2 separate regions of the Columba livia genome follow, and region 1 is linked to region 2. The links are chromatin contacts, called in public Hi-C maps. All regions are on one chromosome and are shown on one strand. Each heading gives the region's core, a stretch centred on a gene start, on an enhancer-like site or on the middle of the called end of the contact. The rest is flanking DNA. Distances are from core to core; before and after follow the strand shown.

Region 1 (4,549 bases), core at 1,956-4,455, 63 kb after region 2:
AGCTACGCATCTTCCATCAGTTCACACAGAAGGGAGAATGGAAACTTAGAGCTAAGGCAAATGCAAAAAGAGAAAAATCTGAAATCAACTTCTCTATGAATAAGCCGGTATTAAAATTAGTATTTTGTAGTCCCTGAAAGAGCATTCGCTGACCCTAAGAAAGAATCAGACTGACTCACAACTCAGCTACAAAACAGAAATCGCACTAAGAGTAAAGCCTAAAACATGTACCCATCAACTCGTTCTAGTCAGGTATTAAAATTTATTATACTAGGCTGGTATGTGGCATTTACGTCCAATCCTGAAAACAAATCAAAGCTAATTATGGATATCCGACCATGGGCCAGGGTAAACTGACCCCATAATGGAGACCACAAGCTTGGCTAAAGGCCATGAGAGGACAGTGGTGCAGAACAGTGTCTTGTACTTTAGAGTTCAAACACCATCCTTAGCACTTCCAAACCAGGATTCAGAAGTCTTGCGGAAAGATTTAGGCATCTTACTTTGTTTGCCTGGCAAGTGGCAGGGGAGGCACCTTTGTGAAGAATACTTTAATAAGCATAAGTATAAAAAAGGCCCAAGCAAAACGGAAAAAAAAAAACCTGACTGGTTAGGAAGAACCATCTACCCACTGAACAAATGCAGTCCGAATTTTCTGTCATGGGGAACAGTAGCTAAATGCTGTTAATTATTAATAGAAAAATAAAGTATGCACATTTTCCATCACAAAAGGCTCTACACAACTGCCAAAAGAATTCAAGGGTTTGTGTTCTTTCACAGGTTGGTAATATTCACATAAAACAAGTTTTCCTAATATTAATGCTAACTGGGAATCCCATAGCTAAATGAGTTTTAACAGCTCATTTACTAATGGAGAGACCAGGATTTGTAAACATTACAAAGGTAAACAAATATATTTGTCAAGTATCTTACTTGCTCCTGAGCCTCAGCTAGCATAATTAATCAAAATCTGATGATTGCTCTTTATAAGAAATGTGTAATTTGTTTGGTAGATATAAAAAGAAAACCACACATACACATTTCAACCCTCTCTTCTATAAATGATGATCTGATGTCCTCAAACTCAAAAACAGCTGACAACATAAACATAACAGCTAGAATTCAGCATTTTAGAAATGCTGAATTGTGTAAAGCACAGTTGAAACTCTGCAATACTTCAAGAAATATGCATATAGAGGAGTTACGCATATGTAAGCCTTTTACTGAACTCATTTCTAAGAGCTGCATTATTGCCATTATGCAAAAGTGGAACTTTCATTTTCATTTACTGGACCAAACAGGCCTAGTTCACATGCAATAAAAAAGTGCTTTCTTGGCTTTATGAAAGCTTTAAGTACAAATATTTAAACAATGTTTGCACTTAAATAACGGTGAGATTTTGGGAATTGTTAAGTAATGTTACACAGTCATCATTTCTAGGCATGCAAATCAATTACATTAGCTGGGCAAAACAGAATTTATACTTGAGTTTGACCTAGATATTAAACTGAAAACCTTATTTTCCAAGGAACTTAGTAAAAACCATTCCTTCAGATACTGAACTAGGGTTTTTTGGCCACCAAAAAAACTTTGAAGAAAAAATTTGAATTTAAAAAATGATTTTATTATTAGTTTTGCCTATAGAATTAAATCCTGCAAGACTCCTTTCCCAAACTGCCCCTTGCTTTTTAAAAATAATGTTGTCCTTGATGACAATTTGAGATAAAGCACTAATGAGTAGCAATGCCAGTGACAGTATTTTAACAGAAACAAGATTTGTTGTGCTCCTCACAGGGAAATGCTAGCACATTTCCAGTAAGCGACCACAAGGGCATAAAGGCTTTAAACTTTGGTTTCTCTGCTCAGCAATAACTGCATTCCACTACTGTCCCTTTTGCATAACCCCTAACTCTACTGCACTAATACCCTTTTAGCAAAGCCGCGTTTCTTTCAGAGATCACTGGAGGAGGAGAGGAAGAGGTAGAGGGACACCTCCCATTTGCCAACCAGCACCTCTTTAGCTCTCTTAGATGCACACCGGCGTTCAGATTGTTATTCGTTATTCCGTCTTTGCAAGACGCGCCTGCAATAGTTGCAGTGTGTATAGTACACTGCCAGATGGAAAACTCCCAGCTCTGCAGAAGGACCTGTGCAAGGATGCTGGCAATCACCACTGCTGGTTTCCCTCACCGCCCTTCCAACCGAGCTGTAATATCCTCGGTCACCCCAGTACTCTCGCTCCTACGATGCACCGGATCCAGGGTGGGCAACAGAGCACAGAAAGGCAAAAGCGAAACTCTCGATGGGCAGACGCGGGATCCCTTCCCCCCGGACTGCACCGAAGGCCCGGGAGCTGCGTGCGCTGCTTCTCCCGTGCCCCGTAAGTTCAAGCGCAAGAGTTTCCAGGGCCCGGCCGGCGGCCCTATGCCGCTCCTGGGCGGCCAGAGTGAGGCGCCCGCCGAGGGGCCCCCCGCAGCGCCGCGGCCCACCCGGGCGGGTGGAGGGCGGCAGCACCTCCCCGCACAGCCCCACCCGCCGAGGCCAAGCGAAACCCACCCGGCGGCTCCCCCGCCATCCAGCTCCCAGGACGGGGGGCGGCCCGGGCCCCCCTCCTCCGCCACGGTTCGGGGCGGGACGGGCCCCTCGCTCAGCCCGGGGGGAGTCGAGGGGAGACAATGGGCACGATGACTTCACCCTCCAGCAATGTGAGGAGCACCGGCGGACGCCGCCGACTTCCCCCGGGGCCCCGGGAGACCCCTGGGCCGCGGCTCCCCCGGCCGCAGCGGGAACCCACCCGGGCCCTCTCCCACCCGGGCTCGGGCCCCCGCCCAGAGGCGGCTCCGGCTCGAAGGCACCGCTCCGCCCCCCCACCCTTCGCTACGCTCAGGGCGGCGGCTGCCGGACGTGACCCCAGGAGGGAGACGGAGACGCTGCTGCCGCTGCCGCCGCTGCCGGCCCCTTCCGCGTCCCCTGCCCCGCCGCGGGCCCAGCCCCGATACCTGCGAGTCGACGGGGGAAAGCGCCGCCGTTCCGCCCGCCCGGGCCCGGCCCCACGCAGGAAGCGTCTGTGTGTGTGTGTGTGTGTGTGTGTGAGGAACGGAGGGGGCGGCGCTGCCGGGGCGGGGCGGGGCGGGCCGAGCCCGGCGGCGCGGGGCCCAGCCCGGCTCTGCCCGCGGAGGGAGGGAGAGAGGGCGGCGCCCGGGCCGTTGGTTTCCGCGGCGCGCTGAGCTCACGCGCACGGCGGTGCCGCCTCCTCGCCCGCGGCCGTTGGGGCGGGGCGGGGCGGGGCTCGAGCTGCCCTCAGGCACTGCCCCGGCCGCGGGGCGCTGGTGCCCGGGGGCTCTGCCGGGGCGGCCCGGTCCGGCCCCGGGGGAGCTCGGCGCCGGCAGGGCGAGAGCGCTGTCCTCTCCCCGGTGGCGGTCAGCAGGCTGGGCCGGTGTGCGGAGACTCCGCAGCGCTGCCGAGAGCCGCGACAGCAGCACAGAGCAATCATTACCATTCCGTGGACTTCACACCCATTGAAATATAAAAGTGCAGGGCGAGTAATGAACTGTTGAGGCATTTCAGTAGGGTCACGTCGCTGAATGCTGATTCACTCGCCCAAACGGCAAAGCACTGATTGCATGCTGTAAAACACAGGCGCTCTTCCCGCCCCTCTTCTTGCCGTTTGAAAAAGAACCGCAGGCAGAATTTGCCCAGAAGTCGCCAGCCTCTCTTCCGCGGCACGACCCTGCTCCCCGCGGTCCGCTGCAGCCCTGGGGCGCGGGCGCTCGGCAACCGAGACCCCGGGCTGCCCCGGCCGGGCTGTGCCGCGCACCCGGCCCCGCTGCCCCGGCTCTCCGGCCGCGCGTACCGCCGACCTTCATGGGATTCCCTCTGCAGTCCTGCCTGAGCTGCTGCCCGCTCCCACAGCCTGCTCCTGCCCTCTGCTTCTGGGCCAGCTCCGAATCCCTCTGGCATATCTTAAGAATTATTTGTGGACATTAATATTTCATCGGGTTTAAATCGTGTGTATGTGTGGTTTTGTTTGTTTTTCTTTCTCTAGTTAATAATTCATACTGTCCTGGATCATTTCTGAATTCTCTGGAAACTGAGTTTATCCTGTGCTTACAGATGACTAGTGTGCTTCTGTTAAGCTGATATGAAGCCTAAAAGATTACTCTGGAAGAAGTTACTAATTACCCAACCTGTATTTAGCGTGCAAATATTGTAAAATGAGTTAAATGTACCATGCTTTTCCTGCAGGATTTGCAATGTATGGTCTCTTCAAGGCTCGCACATGCATTTACCTTTATTTATGTGCATAGTTCCATTTAAGCCAGTAGGACTACTTCCAGTACATCGAATTAAGAGTGAGTACAAGTCATTCTATGGTGAGATGCTTGATCTGAAATGACAGATTAGGCAATTACAACAAACATGAGGAAATGAGGGTAACAGCAATGAGATTACACTGGAATTTTGATATGTTGTGTACAAACCACAGAAGTTCCTTCTTTCCTTGTAAAAGCCAGTAGCCAGGTGAGTTCCTTAGGCTCCAGAATTGCAA
Region 2 (4,455 bases), core at 822-3,321:
TCTCAGCAGGTGGCACAACCTCCAGCTGCAGCTGTGCCAGGCGCTGCTGTCACTTCCTTGCAGGCCTGTGCTATTTCTCAGTTGCTGCTTGTTAAATGCCACCCTCGTAAATAAACTCTGCTAGTAAGCGAGAGGGATTATAAAGGGATAAAGCGCCCAGCGCACAGAACGGTATGCTCAGAAACATCTTGAGTGCAGAGCCTGTGAGGAAAGGGGAGCTCAGGACACAGAAATACCATCCATGGGTCTGGTACCTAAACCCAACCACTCTAAACGAGGCTGTTGTGAATTTTGATGTCCTTGTTGTTGAGCTGGGAAGCAACAACCATCCTTTAGTTAAGCTGGCTCACCTGGACCCAGTGAAAGAAGATGCATCTTGTCAGCTTGCTGGCCTTGCCCCCCAGAATGATTTCTGGCAGTACCCGGTGCACAGGCAGGGGCAGAGGCCATCGCATCTCAAAGATCCCCAGTTACCAGCCTGGCATGGGTGAGGTGCGACAGGAAGCTTGTCTGTGTGGCTGAGCTTCCAGCTGCTACGAGGAGGCCGGATTCTGTGCCAGGTGCATCCCTGTTCCCTCTGCTCCCTGATCCAAAACTAAGACATCTCAGGAGAGGCCAGTGTAGCCATTTGATTGTGTTGTAGGCATGAGCCCCGAGGCGGGTAGGGGGAAGCTCTTAGCCCGCAGTGCTCCCAGGCACCTTCCCCCTCCCGCAGCACGCTGCCCGTGGCACCAAGGACACAGGCTGGGGGCATCGCGCAGTCCACAGGACGAGGCACAGGCAGTTTCCAGCTTCAGACGCCACTGAGGTACCACCAGCGTGTGGCTGTGCGACAGGGACCAGAAATCCAAACTTTCTTTCCCAGGATATTTTACCTTACTTTCTGCTCAGCACCCCTTCCCCACACCTTCCTGGTATGACTTTGGCTTAAATATAATTGAATACATTTTAACTAGACTATTTCATAGCATATGAGCTGCTTTTGGGTTTGAGGTTTCTTTTTTCAGTAAGGCAACTAAAATCTCTCTCCTAAACACCTAACCCAAGAGAACTTGTATTAGGAAATGATTTTTAAGTTAATTAACTCCAGCATTACTGCCCATGAGGGTGATGGCATCACTAAATAGGCAGCTATTTAAACAAATTGGATTTACATATCAAAACAACTGGAAGAGACATAAGTCAGTAAAAAAATGTTTACATATCAGTAAAAAGTCATCAGTTTATACATGCGGAAGTTTGAGATATTGATCCGAGGAAAGAAGGGATGTACAAGTCCAGATGCTTTACTACAGAAATAAAAAGCATATGCAAACATTAGGAGGAAAGGCTTTCCTGACTGTTTTTAATCTATTTGAAGTTGTAACTATCTCAAGTATTCTCTGATCTAGCAGATGTTAAAAATCATTTCCTCTTGAGATTCACAATCTGGCATAAATTGGTTGAATTGGCCAGGAAACATGAAGAAAATGTCCAAAGAACCACTATGTTGGGAGAGCAGATGTAAACTTGATCTTTCCTGTGGTTTACTTGCTTTATTGAATTCTTACACTGGTAGATCTAGAAACAAGAGAAGTATCTTCTGTCTTACTGTATTAATGGAAGTGTTGTACCTTCTACTTTTTAATAGACTCAAAAAATTCAGTGCTGCATCCAACTTAGTAGAGCTGTTTAGACTGCCTCACATATGAAATATGCCTCTGAATATAAAAAGTTACAAAATGAATCAGCAAAAGTTTTCTGCTAAGAACTTATGCAAAAGTAAATAGAAAAACTTACCTATATTTCAGCATGTTCCTTCTTAATGTGTCATATAAAATAATCGAATATGGTTTTAGAGTGACAGAAGATAACACTGTCCTTTGATAAAGTTTACTTACCATATAAACCGTATTTCCCATTTCCTGCACAGCCAAAATGAGGCCCTGAGAAATTCAGAGTTAGGCTTAAACTCTCAGAAGTTGGTTTTCCACCTCCCTGCTGCGAGCATTAATTGCCCCAAACTGATGTGCTTTAGCCATTTCATAGAGGTACTGGATAAAGCCGAATCACACGTTTTCAAGCTTGAGACATCAGATTCAAAACTAAACTGAAGATAAAAGCCGAAGGGGAGGTTCCCCGTCTGCTGCAGGGCATGGAACAAACAGCTTCTGCCTCGCTGTGACTACTTGAAGGTGTTTGTGTGACGCTGCACAGTTTAGCTCCCTCGGAGGTTTGGAGATTGAGGCCCTGAAGCCTGTTCAGCAGATGATGGGACGGCAGCGCGACCGCCTCACGCTCTGCTCCTTTCTCCAGCCTCTGCATAAGGAGTCGGTTATTGCTTCAGCTCGTGGCTCTAACAGGTACATTTCTACACAGGCCTAAAAATCACATCAGAATTCACAAACTGGTGCAGCAAGATGATGGAACAGCAAGTGCTTCATTTAGTTAATGGTGACCCTCATTCAATCCGCATACTCTTCAGTAACGGTACATTTTTTAAATGTGCTCAGACTGGGGGGGGAAAGAAAAATCAATAGGGAGCAAAGCACAAAAAAACTGTTACCACCAACCTCTCTACAAAATATAAAATCTGCATTCACTTCCAACTGAGAGTGCCTGATGACATGGCAAAAATTGCCTGTATGCCTTGCTACCATTCCTAGGGTACACTAAGATTCACTCATGCTATTTCGTATCCTCGCTTTGAGCATCTGCCATTGGAAACGGTATACAAAAATGCTCTAATTGTAGAGAATTGACCCAGTGTAACAGTTAGCCTCTTGGTATGCACTCTGATAGAAGTATAGCTTACATATGGGTCAGGGATGAGGCAGATCAAGATATATCTCCTGTAATGCATCCCAAATTAGCCTAATGAACAGGCACTTCAGCCAAGCAAAAATCCACCAGTTGTTACCAGAAACTCCAGCCAATCTGCAGAGTTTCACAATGAAATTCTTACAGACTGTGTGAACTGGGAAAAGCATCACTTAGACAGAGAAAGAGCCTAAGGTTAGGTCCACAATCTGACCGTAGCCTGTCCACTTGTACCAAGATGGTGCAGCTTTGTTTAGAGTAATAAGCTTATGCCAGAGCCGCGTCCTCTCAGAGAACCGTTCACTGTGCTGCCTGCCGTAGAGCCAGCTCAGATCGCTGTTCTGTACAACAAAAAGAAATCAGGTTGAAATCTTGTACAAACACGTAACTAACTTCAGATCTCATATTTCAAAGTGCTAAACATTCAACTTCCAAAGCACGCCTAACAAAATGAAAATGTTGAAAGGCAACAAGAGACGACAGCAGTTGGCACCTTACAGACAAGCAGCTCCTTCTGGGAACGTACACGCTTTTACAAGGCCAACCAGCACACTCAATGAAGGACCACTAGAAGTCAGTATGTAGACATTTATTTCAGATATGCAGTTTACACGCATATTATTGAGCAAAACTGAATTGCAAATATACAAATACTGTAACAAGCATTATCAAATAACGTAACTGGCACTAGTGTTATAAGCATATTACCAAAACTTGTGAGGATAAGTCATGGAAGAGGACTGCAGCTCATGGCATTTTCTTTTTATCCCATCAAACTTCCAGTAGCACCATAATGGCAACACATGAAACACAAGACAGAACATTGTTAACTGTTATTCTGATATTCACAATTCTTTTTTTTAATTATTTTTTAGTTTTAGTGAATTACATAGCAAAAAAATGTTAAACAGTGCAGGCGCTTTGGCCAACTTCAGCGTGTGTTCAGCTGTACATCTTCCATATGCAAAAGAAAAAGCCAGCATATTTGGAACCCATCTTTGCACTTGGGCAGTCGTTGCACTGCACTTTGATTCTGGGACCGAAGATATGCATGTCTTGCAAAGAGATGTCATGTCCACTAAAGCCTGAGTGAGTCTTTGGTAGGCAAATACTTCATTATTTTTATACAATTATCTACCACAGTCATTTTATTCACTAGAACTTTCTTTTGTGATCCAAGGTGGCCAAAGAGGACATTCTGGAAAACATTACAGTAAAATCCTCAAGCGACCAGGCACTTCAAACCCAGTCTTTTCCAAAGGCACCAAGAATTGATGGGGCATCGTTTTTCCCCCTAATGAAAGGTGACTGCATCTGCTTTTCTACAATGCTTATAAATGACCGGATTATTTTACAGTTCTTATACTCTATATAGTAGCCTTATCTGCTGCATGGTTGGTTGCATGAATAAATAAGTAACCCCACTGTTCTTCACAGGTGACATCTCCATTCTACCACACATTAAGTACCTATCTCTTCTGTTTCAAAATTAAGTAGAATGCCATAACCTTGCTCAAAGTGTACACACAAATGCTTCTGACACAGGCTACATCCATCTGAAGATATGCAGTCCATTCTACATGCATTCTAAATACAGTGTGTCCAGTTATGAAACAAAATTATCATTATGAATATTCACTGTTGAAATATGTTTGT

The links. A called contact is a pair of places that touch in the nucleus more often than the background predicts.
Region 1: a contact with region 2 is called in a Hi-C map of liver, with 5 times the contacts expected there. The contact joins the promoter of RNF19A here to the enhancer-like site in region 2. A contact is called at or near these places in 2 of 2 Hi-C or Micro-C datasets (crop and liver).

Annotation. Positions count from the first base shown.
Region 1 is chr2:140,140,578-140,145,126 of bColLiv1.pat.W.v2, forward strand. RNF19A (ring finger protein 19A, RBR E3 ubiquitin protein ligase) reads right to left here and starts at 3,206. Exons shown (of 11, transcript XM_065054104.1): 1 at 3,000-3,206; 2 at 1-51.
Region 2 is chr2:140,079,195-140,083,649 of bColLiv1.pat.W.v2, forward strand. It overlaps RNF19A (ring finger protein 19A, RBR E3 ubiquitin protein ligase), which reads right to left. Exons shown (of 11, transcript XM_065054104.1): 11 at 3,374-4,455. Among named protein-coding and RNA genes, the nearest start is that of SPAG1, 43 kb to the left of the region's middle. Within about 2 kb of position 2,072, at least 1 of the 3 cell types and tissues checked has an H3K27ac peak away from gene starts, as active enhancers do.